2 separate regions of the Anser cygnoides genome follow, and region 1 is linked to region 2. Evidence: chromatin contacts called from public Hi-C data. All regions are on one chromosome and are shown on one strand. Each heading gives the region's core, a stretch centred on a gene start, on an enhancer-like site or on the middle of the called end of the contact. The rest is flanking DNA. Distances are from core to core; before and after follow the strand shown. Region 1 overlaps CENPM (centromere protein M). Region 2 holds the start of PMM1 (phosphomannomutase 1).

Region 1 (6,716 bases), core at 1,565-4,064, 120 kb before region 2:
ATTTGCCAGTGGCCAGGAGCTACACGTTTTAGTGAGAGAATATCAAAAATAACAGCCCACTATCCCAAATGCTGTGTGTCATGGTTGAATATCTTAGTTCCAGTAGACCAAAAGTACTAGAGGTGAGGCAGCAGGCTTCTGCTTCCTTGCAGTTGGAATACAGTACTTGGGACTAATGCAAAACCTCAGTGCCAGATTTTGTTTCCCCACCAAGAGAATAAAAGGGTGAGGAAGGCTGTCCTGCAGCTTCTAGATACACTGCAGTTGGCAGTTAATGATCCAGCTGTGTGAGCATCTGCCCAGTGAAGGGCTCAGCATTTCTGTGCCTGGTACATAATTGGGGAGGAAGGGACTAAAGAAGATAATCTAGCACTTTAGCTTTCTTTTATATCTTTAGAGAAAAAAGACTCTGTCTCTTAAGCCCAGGATAACGTGATTTGGACAGCTGTGGGCTGTTCTGCTGCAAGTCAGTCCCTGCAAACCGAGGAGCAGTTCTCCAGAGAGATCTAACCTCCGAGTCAACAAATGAGAAGGGTTGTAACTCAGAGTGTAGCAGCACTTTGTGTTACAGCCCTGACAGGTATGCAACTGAAGGAGAAACATGCAGCTTCTAGTGGAAATCAGATCTTTTTCCCAAAGTAAAGAGCTCCGGAGAGCTGCAGGACTGCACTTGTCTCTCCAGCATCCTTAGGGCTGAGGCTCTGTGCTCTGGGGCTAGCCAGAGATGAAACACAGCAAACTGGACTATAGCAGCATACTGAAAACATACGGTGTCGGCTTGGAAACTGGGCTTATACTGTGTATAGTCCCTTAACTAATAGGTTCCCATCAGCAGTAACTCATGCCTTATTCTTCCTGTCAGATTTTTTGATTTCTAAGTTAATAAAATGTATAATATTTAATAGCTCTTCGTATGTTCTTTGTTTAGATGTGTGGTATGGGCTGTAAAACCTACGAACATGTTCCCCCAGCTTGCCCTGGCAGTGAAACTGGTCCTTGCTGCATTTTGCATGTTGTTCAGTTCAGTTACTTGCTGGGCTGCAGTCACCGTTTCGGCCACGTGGTGGTGGCAAAAGCTTTCCAAATATCATCCTTACTGTGAACTGAATTGAACTACCTGGCAGAATATCATGTTTCTTGAAATACTGGGATGTTGCTTACCCAAAATTGCATGCCAGGTAGAAATGAAGTCTTGAGAGAATCTGCTAAGCTCCCCTTTGGTGTAATTTATTGAATCCCTGCTAGTCTGCTTTAACATCCCTAGGTGCAGCGCTCCGGCTGCGTGTGCTGTTTTGCTTAGCCTGTTTCTGACATCTGCCCATGAGCAGAAAGCAGCACTGCGGGCTTCATCAGCTGTGAGTGTTGGCAGTCCTTGCAAAGACAGCCCAGCAAGGCACAAAGCCTGTCTCCTTGCTCAGAGGACACGCAAGGTTGGTTGTCAGCTGGAACAAAGGAGCTGAACCAGTCAGCTGTGTTACGGAGTCCAAAAGGGCCGGACTCTGGCTAAAACCCAGCGGAGAAAGATGTGCAAACACTCATGGCCACGTAGGAAGGACGGGGCCTAGCGCTGCACCGCTGCCACTGCTTGCCACGACTGCGCCACTGGAGAGGGGCAATGGCGCCGAAAGACCGGTTTCTCCGTTGGCTGTGCCGGCTCGGCCTCGCTCTCACTTTGGGTCCCTCAAAATAAAATGAGACCGTGGTTCAGAATAGACTGGTTTCGATTCGCTCTCGACGTGCAGGTGCAGCCTGGGGGAGGGGAGGGGAGGCCTGCGGCACAGAACGAAAAATGAACGAGTCTTTCGTGTCCTCTGCAACTGCTGTAGGGCAGGGAGACTTCCGCCACCTAGGCCACGCTCCGGTTGCCTCTGATAACTACAGGCCTCAGGAGCGATTTCTCTGGCTGTGCTTTCTTAACTGGTGAAAATGAAACTTTCTTTGGTTCGCCCGGAACGAAACCCCGGTGCGCTACTGTCCAGCACCTTCAAACCTTGTGGGTTGTTTTCCATCGCTGTGTTAGATACAGATTTTTTCTCCTACCACTTCTAAAGGAGAAAGATGCTGTTTGTGCTGCCTACAGGTGGCTGAATCCTAGCTGGTACAAAATAAAAGCTAGTTCCTTAAGAGCAACATCTCGCTTCACCTTGGGGCAAATATTTTTCTTACTCTTAGGAAAAAGTCTTTAATAGAACTGGCAGGGGAAGTGGAGCGTATCTAAGAATATGACACTGTGTCTCAGGTCCATCATGTTTTACAACCGAAAGTAGTTGGGACACATCTAAAGCTACAGCTACAACTGTGTAAATACCTCTAGGAACTGTCAGCTATTGGTTTAGACAGGACATAACAAAGCAGAGCAGACGAGGCAGCTGAGGATACCTTTCATCTAGATGGGGTAGCCAGCGCTAATGTTTGATAAAGGTCTTGTGAAAGTAGTGTTTGGACTGTGATCAGGCACATGGAGGGCCTGAAGTTGAATTAAGGCTAGTCACTTGGGTTCTGTTGTGTTTGAACATCACCAAAGACCTTGTCCAGCTGGCTAAAATCTAAACTAACAGAAATATTTTGGAGTTTTTTTTCTCTTCATCTCTCTGTGCCTCAGTTCCCTATCTGTTTGGAGATGTACTAGAAGAAATCCCCCTCTCTTTGGCAAAAGTACTCAGCTTTGCTGGTTTGACTACTTCAATTTGTGGATGTTTTTGTTTGTCAGCTGTGCATCAGCAAAATTAGTGTGAAAGCAGTTTAATTAGTACAGTAGGACTTATACCAGTAGCACTGAAGTAAGCTTTGGTGAAGCAGTGCTTTTGAGCTGGTGGAGCTGAGTGAAACTAACGGGGGCTCTCCTGCTACAGCAGCGTGACCCACAGGAGCAAGATTTTGTATCCTCACCATGCTAGCCGAGCTGCTTATGGAGGTGCTAAGAGATTTCAGCACAAATCAGCATGGTTAGCATTATCTGTCTGGATTATAGCTCTCTGTTAGCCCAGGTTTTCCAAGAGAAGCTTTTCTTGCTGGCTTTGCAGCACCAGCACTTAAATCAGACCAACTTTTAGGTGCAGCAAGACACGTGGTGTGCCCAGTCTGTACTGTCGGGGGGAGAGCCCGTGCGCTGATACGGGGCCTGGAGTAAATGATCTCTGTCCTGCAACAGCCATCGGAGATAAACCCAGCCCTGGCGATTTGCCTGCCCTCAAGCCTTGAAACTGGTGGTAGAGATCTAGACTCAAGGCCACCCCTAATATTTGCTCTGGCTGAACCTGGATGTCCCCGCTCTTCTGTCTCCCTGGGCAGGCCCAGGCCCCCGGCCGTCTCCCCTGCAGGCCAAGTGGTCTCCGTTTCCCACCCGTTCGGTGACCAGCTGTCCTTCACTGCTGGGGAAAGTGATTTGTATGCAAGAGAAAGCAAGGGCTGGCACAGCCCAGAGCCGGAGCAGAAACGCCGGGCTCGCTTTGCCTCCGTGGATGTGATTTCTTGCATGGCTCTGGGCACGTGTGTTAAAAGTCACTGTGCCTTGCTGGCACTGCCCGTAAAGCAGGAGCCGTGTCCTCCACGATGGGGGTGAGTTGACATTGGCACCGTGTTTTGGTGTCCTTGGGGTTACACATCCAGAACAGTGCTCTCCTGATGAGCTGAGGTTGGTGTTTGCCGCAGCTCTGGGGGAAGGTAAAGGGGGGCTTGGTGGGACCCTCCTGAGCTCGGACGTGTCTGCCCCTTGCCACCTGCCCCTGCAGCGGCGAGGCTGACACCAGGCTCCCTTCCTTCTCACAGGGCCTTGCAGCACGGCTGAGTTTTGTTGCGAACTGGGGCAAACCCACCTTCTGAAGTGCTGAAATTCCCCGCGCAGCCGAGTTGTCCTTGAGCTGGCTGGGGGGGAGAAATCAAAGTCTCTGGCTCTCTCTCACCGTTAAATATTAATACGGCGCGGCGATGCTAAGCAGGACGGATCCCCTCGGGCCGGCTTGGATGTGATGAGCCGGAGCGGTGGGATGCGGGGACTTAGGGGGCGATGGCACTTGCCCAGAAGCCCCCGCAGCTGAGCGGCGCGGGCTCGTGGCACGCGGGCCGCAGGAGGAGCTGCCACATGCCACGGTGCTGCGGTCCCCCTCGGGCTCACCGCATCGCGAGGGGCTTGTGTGACACGTCTAGCCCTGCAAGCAGCCCTGGAAGGAGCTGTGGATGTCCCCCTGCCCCGTCGTGTCCTTGGCGGGGGGAAGTCAGCGGTGTGTGAAAGAGCCCGTGCTTTACATACGTGCGCCTCCCCACCGCCGGCCCAGGTGCAGCTGCGGGCTGGGCACGAGAGCCCCGGGGGCTCTGCACGTCACAGGAAGGAGCACTGAGGTGGGGTGAGGATGAAAACAAAGCGAGAAGCTGCCTCCCCTTGGGAAACAGGGCCCCCGCTGTGGTGCGGGGGCTGCTGTGTCCTCTGTCGTCCGCATCCTCCCACTGTCACCTCCGCGCCGCAGCGAGCTGTGCCCGGGGAGCTGAGGCACCGCGCTCGAGGGCGGGCGGTTTGAGCGCAGGAGCCAGGCAGAAGCGTTGTGGTGAGCGCTGGCAATGCCTAAAAAGCCCAGATTGTTGGACACACCGCAGAGGCTCCCCCCGATTTTTGGCAGTTTGGTGTATTTTCCTTTCCTTTCCACGCCCTCAGGTTCTGACTGAGGCTGGGGGACCTGTGAGACACCCGTTATCGGCAGCGGTCAGCTCACAGCTCTCTCCACCCTTTGTGCTGGCTGCTTGCCCCGATGTCACAGCAGTGTTGGCATCGCCCCAGCGTGAACGTACGCGGTTGTTTTCCCCTGCCCTGTTCCCTCTTCGAACTCGCGCAGAGCTGACAGATGTGGAGCCCGCGCTGCGTTCAGCTGGGCTCCGACTGTAGCTACCTGTGGCTCTTGCTGCAGCCGAGAACCTCTCTTCGCAGCCATGTGCCGGCGTTGCCTAACTAATCCTCGCCCTCCCCACGACTCGGGGCCTCTTGCTGCTACGCTGAGCAGCAGATCAAAGGCTTCAGAGCTGGGGAAGCTCTGGGAACAGCATGGTGTTTCCTCGTATGAGTGTACCAGCAGCCTTCGCCTCGCTTTGCAGAGAGCAATTTTACTACCTGGTGCTCTGTCTCAATCTTTTCCATCCCCTGGTTCCCATGTTGTAACCTGACGTGCCCGTCCTGAGCAGTTCTCCCTCCTGTTTTCTGCTCCCGGGGAAACGGAGCGGAGCTGCTTGTGTGCAGCTGTTGCATAATGCTGACCTACTTTGAAGACGGGTTGGTGGGCTGCGTAGCGTTTGTCCTGGTCGGGGTAACCCCTCCGGGGCGTCACGTCCCCTGCTCTGGGCTCGCGCTTCCCCCGGCCCCGCTGCACGTGGGCTCTCACCTGCGCCAGGCTGCTCCCCGCGCGGTTTGGCTTAGCTCAGCCACTGCATGGGACTAATACGTAGTGATGGTGTCCTATAAATTATAGAGTCGGTACGTTCGCCATCTGCTCTGCGCTGAAAGCTGAGCGTGATTGAGACCTTCCCCCCTTCCCAAAGCTCGGCTCGATTGCCGGGCTGAGCGTGCGGCTCTCCTCTGAGTGCTCCTGATCTAATCAGGTGAGGAGGGAGGTTTGTAAGCAGGCTGCGATGTTCCTGCGCCCTAAGTGAGAGCCGAAGCACTGGCCAGCATCGTAGTGCCAGGAGGATGTGAGTAAAAAGTGAATCTGATTTCATGCTAATTAGGTTCTAAACAGAGTGAATGCTGATTGCGGTGGTCATATCAAAGAATCAAAATAGTAATGCAAAGAGCAAAGGAAACCCCAGAGTGATTCATATGAGAAGGGGAAATAAAGAGAGCCATGGGGGAAGAGGGAGTTTGAGGGGGACTAAATTGCTCTGCTTACCCAAAAGCAGAGGGGATTTGAATCAGATTATCCTCATTAGATGTCTCTTTAAAGCATCATCAAGCGAAATGAATGGTCTGGGGGAGAGCTTGCAGGCATGGTGTCTGCGATTATCACCAGGGATTTACAGTCCTGGTTATCTAGCTCAGAGACAAGATGATTAGAGGGCTAAAAAGCTGTATCTATCCTCATCCTCTGCATTTGGGGGGGGGGGGGGGGGGGGGGGGGGGGGGATGCTGTATGGCTGCATGGTTCTTATAAGCCCACACCCTGTGGCAATTGATCCCTGTGTTGCTGGGGGCACTGCCTCGGGTGGGGAGCACAAGATACGAGCGCAGAACCATGAAAGGCAGCCGGGCACTGGTGCTGCTATCTGGAGAGGGAGGAGAGGGGATGCTGTCAGCCGGAGCCTCGCGGCCGGCCGTGCGGCGGCGACAAGCTCGCTGCTGCGGGGCCCGTTTCGGTGCGGCGGCCGCTTGCTTCCCTGCCTCTCATCCCGGGCTCATGCCCGAACACGTGCGGCTCTCTCCTCTCGCAGCGCAGCAGCTCGTGGCAGCGCTGTGGGGCTGAAACCAGCTTGAGTTTGGCATCTGACCGTCCCGCAGCCCGCAGCCAACGCCGCCGTGCTGCGCCGGCTCAGCAGCTCACGGGTGACGGGGCAGCAGCCAAAACCAAAGATGCTGGCAGGGGTCCGGGAGGCCATCCTTGCACCTACCCAAAGATAAGTGTCCATGTGTGGCGGGACCCTGATGCACCCTGCCAGCAAATCAGTTCCCTGGGCAAACATCATTTCTTCTGGTTTGGAATCATTTGTGGGAGCACGCTTATTTTCCCAGGGTGATCTGC
Region 2 (7,078 bases), core at 29-2,528:
CCTTTTGGTGCTTCTGGAGAAGGCATTGGCAAGTGTTTGTTTTCTGGTAAGCCACAGCATAGTTTTTCTGTTGTCTGTGTAATCCCCTCCAGACTCTTTCCATGTCTATTTTGTGAAGAGTAACCGGTCTCTCATCCAAGTACAGACATGACTATACCACGAAACACAATAGCACGTTAGAGATCTTAGAGCTTCCTCAGTCGAACAGGTATACCGAAGCTGATACAATGCAGCACAACATCTGGGTATGCTAGTTTGGTACCCACAAGGAGCACAGCTGTGGTTGTTTCTTTCAGCAAACTATCACTTCAGGTACAGCCAACTGCTGGTACAGCTGTTCTGCAAGGGAAGCACAGGCACCATGGTCTCTAGTACCACGGTCTCTACCCCATGCTTCGTTGCATGACAAGTGTGTCCACTTCAGAGGTCCTGAGCCTGGTTTCTGCTTCAGGGCCTTTTCCTTTCCTGCCTCCCGACAGGATGTAAGAGGTTCACCCCAGGCATTTTGCAGTCTGCTTTTTCCCCTCCTGAGCAGCCCTGTTGCAGAGAGAATGCTGCTACTTGAGTATCAGTGGGTAAAATTTCACTCAGACACATTCTGTTTGCGGTAACTGTGGTACTCTCAAAGGAGCTCCGGAGGGTCTCCTTGTCTCTGGACCTACTCTGTGTATTGTGGCAAAGGAACTATAGGAGCGGATCCTGTTTGTTTGATCTTACTGGGTAATGAGACCCTTGTACCCTGTAGGCCTCTTAGGAAACCCGTTTTCTCCAAAGATGGTTACGCGTAAATTGCAGGTCTGTGCACCCAACATTCCTCCCAGCCATACCTACTCATAGGTACATAAACTAGAATGAGAAATGTATGTAAGTGTATATAGGTGGCAAACTTCAGCCAGCTGATTGACCAAGGGGGAGCGGGGAAGCTGAACTCCTGAAGGGGAGCAGAACCCTTTTGCCCACACTTACTGTTCTGTCAAGTATTGCTGGGGTTCCACCATGCCATTTTTAAAATGTTAATAACATCTTTAGACAGAAAGTGATGTTTTGATTTTTTTCTATTACAATAAAAAAGTACAGCAATTTTCTGTTTGTATGTATGTGTCCACGCAGCTACCCAGCAAAGGCAGCTCACCAGAAATCTGCTTCACGCCGTTCCCAGCTGGAAATTGCAGGTTAAGAAACCATCCTAGCAATTTGTGCTGTGTACCGCTAGTAGAAGTGACAGTGGCTACTGCTCTTTGCTAGAACTGGTCATGGGCAATATTTTTATTTAAATTTGGGGACATTTTACTTCTGCAATCACTGTGGTATGTTAAAATCCCTCTTCTGAGGGCTGGCGCAGCTTGGATGAGCTAAATAAAGGTCAGACAGTAGGCGGTTTGTCAGCACAGATTTTGTACAGCCATTGCTCATTTAAGCGTTCAAGAACGAAATACCTGATGTGTGCTGTTGAAGAAGAGGCCCGAAAGAGCTTAAGCGTAACAAAAGACTCTATTTTTTTTCTTCCTGCTTGTTTCAATGCTACTACTTTAAAAAGGAAGAAAGAAGCCTTAAGAAGCAGGCTTTGTTCCTGGGTTCCTCTGGAGCTGCAGAGCACAAATGGGTGAGGGTTATGTAGCAGCATCCATCATGCCTCTGCTGGTAGGCTGTTAAAAAGTAGAGGAAAGATGGGGCTTTGGGTAAGAAATTATTTCAGTATGGGCTTTTGGACACTTATTGATGGCATCCACGTGCTGAACCACAGAGCTTACTGTTTGTACAGCAGTCTGTATGGGTGTAATATGGAAAGGGGCTTTAGCTAAGGTTCATGGTCATGGTTGCGGTTATTTTGGTCTATTCTTCAGATGGGGTGCTGGTTTACTTTCAAGTATTAGCCCCAGGTAAAATATCTGGGAATGAGTACAACAGGGAGATGTTGACCGTAATAGCACCCCTAGTCAGAAGGTACAGTGCTCACAGACGCCGTCAAAGCTTGGACCAAAATACCTGTTCTTGTTGCTGGTTACGGAGCTTTCATCCACAGCAGCTGCTGCTGTCCAAGTCGCAAGTGAGGGAATGCATCAAGGGAGGAGCTAAGCAGGTCTCTGAAGTATTAAATATCTGGAACAGCCACAGGAACTTGTTCTCAGAGCTAACCCAGGTGATTTTTTTTTTGCTCTCGGGGAAACCACAGTAGCACAGACCCTCACCAGCTGATGGTAAATGGCAATAAAGGTGCCGAGGGAGATGGTTTGGCATGCTGTAGACTTGAAAAGACTTCGTAAAGCAGCACGACGGAAATAATAAGCTGGAAAAAGCACAGTAGGTAGGTCAGATTTTGGAAAGCTCTACCGGTGGCTTAGAGCCGATTTCGTAGGCGTTCAGAAAACTGACCGGTGCTTTGGTGGCCCTCCTAATTCCGGCAAGTGCCACGGGGCGGCAGCGCTGCGGTGTGCAGCACAGAGCTGCTCCTGCTCCCCCGGGCACCGAGCGGGGACAGGTCCACGGAGGTGCCTTTCCGACGGCTGTCTGCTGCCCCGTGTGGGGAGAGAGGAGTCTCGGCTGGGTGCCTGAGGGGAAAGGTGCCCGTACATGCGTCTTCTGCAGCAGAAGCTTGTGGTGGCCTCAGATGCCAAGGCGAGATAGCACAAAGATCCCAGGGGAGACCACGTCCTTTTTATTAAATCCAGACCCAGATGTGGTTGAGAGCCTGCCCTCTTCCTCGTGCTGTACGATAAAACGTAGATGTGCAGGGGTATGTTTTTAGTCCAACTGGGTGAAGGGGTGAGCGCCCAGCTTGTGCAAGCACAAGGTCAGCCAAGAGACTGCAGAGAGACGGTGGTGTCCAGGAGTCCTCACGGGAAGCAGCTTGGCCCAAAATAACTGCGAGGCTGAGCACACTGTTTGGGATGCCCTATGGGAGCTGCCAGGAGGACAGACCATAGGGTCAGCTTGGGCTACAGCGATAACCAAAGTGCTGCCACATCTCCAGGGCCGTGAGGGGAGCGAGCTGGCAGTTTTTCCCAGCACCATGCCTCTTCCACTCGGACAGGGGAGGTATTGTCTTTGTACCACGCTGTGGCTTATAAACAAGAAATGGCTTGTATTTCTGAATGCCAGGAGTTCGCTGTGCATCTGACTCCACGGCTGTCTTTTGAGAGCCCTGGGAGTTAGGGCACGGCTTTGCTGCACAGAAGAGACGGATATGTGTCATTGCACATAGACAAGCCCTACAAAGGGCCATAATCCTAAAATCAAACCCAAAACCACCTTGGACCGGCCGCCCGAGGCCTGACAACCCGCCGCCAAGCCCCTGCTGCAGCACCGCGGCCCCGGCAATGCTGGCGGCCACAAGATGGCGCCGCGGCGCGGTCCCGCCCCCGGGCCGCCCACCGGGCCGCCGGGCGGGCTGACAGAGGGCGGCAGCGGGGATGGCGGCGGCTCGGGGCCGGGTGCTGTGCCTCTTCGACGTGGACGGGACCCTGACGCCGGCCCGACAGGTGAGGGGGGCCGCCGGGTGGAGGGGGGGGCTGCCTGTCCGCCGTTTCGGCCCTGCGGGCTCACCCTCGTCTGCCTCCCGCTCCCGCAGAAAATCGAGCCCGAGGTGGACCGGTTCCTGCAGGAGCTGCGCGGCAGGGTGCAGATCGGCGTGGTGGGCGGCTCCGACTACTCCAAGATCGCCGAGCAGCTGGGCGAGGGGGACGAAGGTGAGGCGTGCAGCAGCCCACCCGCTTCGGTAGCCCTGCGCCGGGGGTACTACTTAGGTTCGGGGGGCTCCCGCGTGCCCCAAATCAGCAAGGGGACCCCGAGCCTGCCCTTGGGCTGCTGGACGTGCCCAAGGAGCCGCCGCTCGAAGGCCGGCTCCCGCTGCCCTTCGGAGAGCCCAGCAGGCAGGGATGCTCCAGCCCACGCCGCCAGCTCCGCTGTTGGGCGCGATCCAGGGCCGCAGCCGCTGCCGGAGCGGCCGGGAGCTCCTTCCAGGCTCCTGCGGCTCTTGGCAGCCCTTGGCGAATGTAGCCCACCCGTTAGCTGGCCGATGGGTCGCTGGTTGCCTTCAGAGCCCGAGTGGATGGGAGGAGAGGCTGCCCAAGCTGCTTGCCAGCGCACCCGCAGCATCACCAGCCGCGCAGGGGGCAAGCCGGGCGCCAGCTGGGCAGGACGCGAGGCAGAGGATGGACCAGGAGGGCAGGGCAGGCAGCCTCTCCTCCCTCCACCTTGTTTTCCATCTCCGAGATCGATGCCAAACACGCAGCCGAGTTCTAAGGTCTTTCTTCTGCCTCATTAGCAGCGATCGGCTGCGTGGCTCAGGGGAGCGTGGCACTGATGGCTGAGTCAGCAGCAATCTGTTTACTGCTTCCAGGAGGGGCCGGGGTTAGATAACCAATAACTGCATCACCGGAGCACCCCAGCAGCGGGGGGGAGAGCGCAGGGTAACGCGCACGTGGCTGAAAGCCTGACATTTTGGAGCTCTTATCTTCCGTCTGCCACTGATTCAGTCTGTGACCCCAGTCAGGTCGCTTCCCCCGTCTGCGTCAGCTGCCCCCCTGCCCGCTGGAGATAGCGGCCTCTCCCACGCGCTGGGAGCTCTGAGGGTCGCTGCCTGGGTGCTGGGTGCTGTGAGACGTGCGCTGTGAAGGCGCCTGGAGGAAAGCACGCTGGGTCCTGGATCCAGCCAGCGCTTCTCTCTCTGCTTGGCCCCTTTTCCTAGCCGAGGGCTGAAGCAGCATCCGTTTTTTCTCTTTCCTTTCCTTCCTTTCAGTCATCAGTAAGTTTGACTACGTCTTCGCAGAGAATGGCACCGTGCAGTACAAGAACGGGCAGCTGGTCTCCAAGCAGGTAGGCCGGCTCCTCGTGCAAACACAGCTCTCCTTCCTCATCCCTGTGTTCCTGAGCGCCATGGGGAGCAGTGCCTGGCTGCATGCAAGTGGGCAGCCTCGTCTTCCCTCCTCAGCAGCCAGATTTGAATGTCCCATTCCCCCTGTTCACGTTTTTGGGTTGGAACAGGGGCTGGAGCCCGCACTCCCCCCCCGTCACGTAGCTGCTGAGTTAATGGTTGTCCAAGGGCCATCACAGCCGTGGCAGCTGCTTAGCCCCAGGAGAGGTTCGGTGGTTTGTGCTCCTGTGGGGCAGAAGAGCCAAGCAACACACAGGAAAAAAACTGCCCCACTCCTGCTGTCTTATGGTCCCCTCACTGCATGCCATCCACACTTGGTAGAAAGGCCTAGTCCAAAAAAGCCTTGCCATTTTCCAGTGGTCCTTTTTTCCTGACAGAATAGCAGGAACCTTGGTTTCGCATGTGCTCCTGCTTCTCCTCACTCCCCTTCTCCTCCCACAGGCCATCCAGGACCACTTGGGAGAGGAGCTGCTGCAAGATCTCATCAACTTCTGTCTCAACTACATGGCGCTGCTGAAACTGCCCAAGAAACGGTAAAGGACTGAGCCTGTGCAAATGTCTGTTGTGTCACTGATTTCTAGGGAGCTGTGGACCCCAGAGCTGTCATAAGAACAGCTGAGCTACTGAGCTTGTTTTTGCTCCAGGTCTTACAGGTTGTACTGTAGTATTTAGGGGCCCTGTATAGGATCACTGCCCCCTTGAGCTGGGCACTGTAGGCAAATAATCTAGGAGGGACTTTTTTCTGGAGAGTCTGCACTGGTTTTTAGCATAATGCCTGCGCTTTCCCCCTCAGGTTTTCTTCCATCAGAAGCAGGGTACAGCTACTGCATGCATCTGATTTAAGACAGTGGTAACAGCTAGTTGCTGGTCAGGGCATCAGGCACTTTTGGTCGTGTAAGGTTCCAAACAGACAAACAATGAGTCTCAAGATGCGAGGGTACGGAGACTAAACACAGTCTCATGCTCTGTCTAACCTAATGTCACTTGAAGCCACTAGTAACAGGGCTGGTCATGCTCTGCAGCTAACCACGTGTTCCTGCTTGCTTCCCCATCATGAGATCCCGCAGTTACAGGGAGAGTTGGGTTGGTACACCTGGTCTGAAGGAAAACTAGTCCACCACAAGGAAAGAAAAGGGTAGTTTTCCATTGGATCAGCTTGCTATCATGTCATTGCTGGATCCAGCAGAAAAAAAAAAGAGAGGAGAAAAAAAGATGACATGGAAGGGGAGAGCAGAAGGACCTCTTTCAGAGACAGCCTGCAGCTGAACCAGTCTGGGTGTAATGTCAAACCACCCCTCAGACCACAGTTTCACAAACACTTGAAGCCAGCACTGCCAAGCAGCTCTGCTCTCCCCTCGCCTCTGGCTGTTTTGTTCCTGCTCTCCCCCTCGTGTCAGCGCCAGTGCTTGTACGGTGAACCCGAGGCGAGCGATCTGCTTGAAATGCAGTTGCTGAAAGAAAGTTGCTAACCTGTGATCCAGATGGGTTTCCTGATGTGAGTCACCACGTGGCAACGTGAGCACTGCTGAGAGGGGCCAGCGTGGTTCCTTGCGACAGGAGAGCTGGCCAAACATGCCCCCAAAACTGTGGGCTGGGACCCAGAACCCTCAAGGCTGTTTGGTTGCTTCACTGCTGTCTGGTTGCTCAACCCAGTGAGGTTTCAGCTCCCAAGTGCCTCCGTGGATTTAGGCTTATGGGATTTCTAACAAAGCAAGGACTTTAACCCACGTCTCCCGAGTCTTGGCCCTGGGCATGGAGCCATAAACGCTCGGTGCTGCAGGGATGCTGTCTGCAGGCTTCAGGCATGGCTGCCTGCGTGTCCTTTCCGCAGGCAGTTCTTCTCTGTGCTACGAGACAGGAGGGGGAGAGTTTTTCCCCCGGGGTAAGCGCTTTATCACAGAGAAACAGCAGACGGCTGGGAGGGACGTTAGAGGCTTAGGGAGCTCAGGGCTCCTCAGCCGGACAAGGAAGGGGATCTTCCTGCTCCGGGTAGGTTTCCGCAAGAGTTTTAATCTATTTTCAAACCGGCACTGCTGCCGATTTGTTTCTGTTTTGCTCTACGTTGTTTCTGCCCCTCCTGTGCGCCAGTGCTGGTACTTGTCTGAACCCTCAGCGCGCTCTTCCGAGGTGATAAGCCAACAAAACCGCCTGTAGCCAAGAGGAAAGAATGGGAGCAGTTTTGTGCCAGCTTAGTGGTTTGAACCA

The links. A called contact is a pair of places that touch in the nucleus more often than the background predicts.
Region 1: a Hi-C map of liver shows a contact between it and region 2, with 3 times the contacts expected there. The contact joins the enhancer-like site here to the promoter of PMM1 in region 2. A contact is called at or near these places in 2 of 7 Hi-C or Micro-C datasets (both in liver).

What each region holds. Positions count from the first base shown.
Region 1 is chr1:44,130,864-44,137,579 of Taihu_goose_T2T_genome, reverse strand. It overlaps CENPM (centromere protein M), which reads left to right. Exons shown (of 6, transcript XM_048078878.2): 6 at 1-904. Among named protein-coding and RNA genes, the nearest start is that of TNFRSF13C, 5.6 kb to the right of the region's middle. Within about 2 kb of position 2,814, at least 2 of the 3 cell types and tissues checked have open chromatin away from gene starts, as enhancers often do. A contact at or near this core is called in liver, where this site is marked.
Region 2 is chr1:44,011,541-44,018,618 of Taihu_goose_T2T_genome, reverse strand. PMM1 (phosphomannomutase 1) reads left to right here and starts at 1,278. Exons shown (of 8, transcript XM_013197286.3): 1 at 1,278-3,479; 2 at 3,569-3,686; 3 at 4,739-4,815; 4 at 5,315-5,406. The coding sequence starts at 3,411. DESI1 (desumoylating isopeptidase 1) reads left to right here. Exons shown (of 6, transcript XM_048078795.2): 6 at 1-1,080.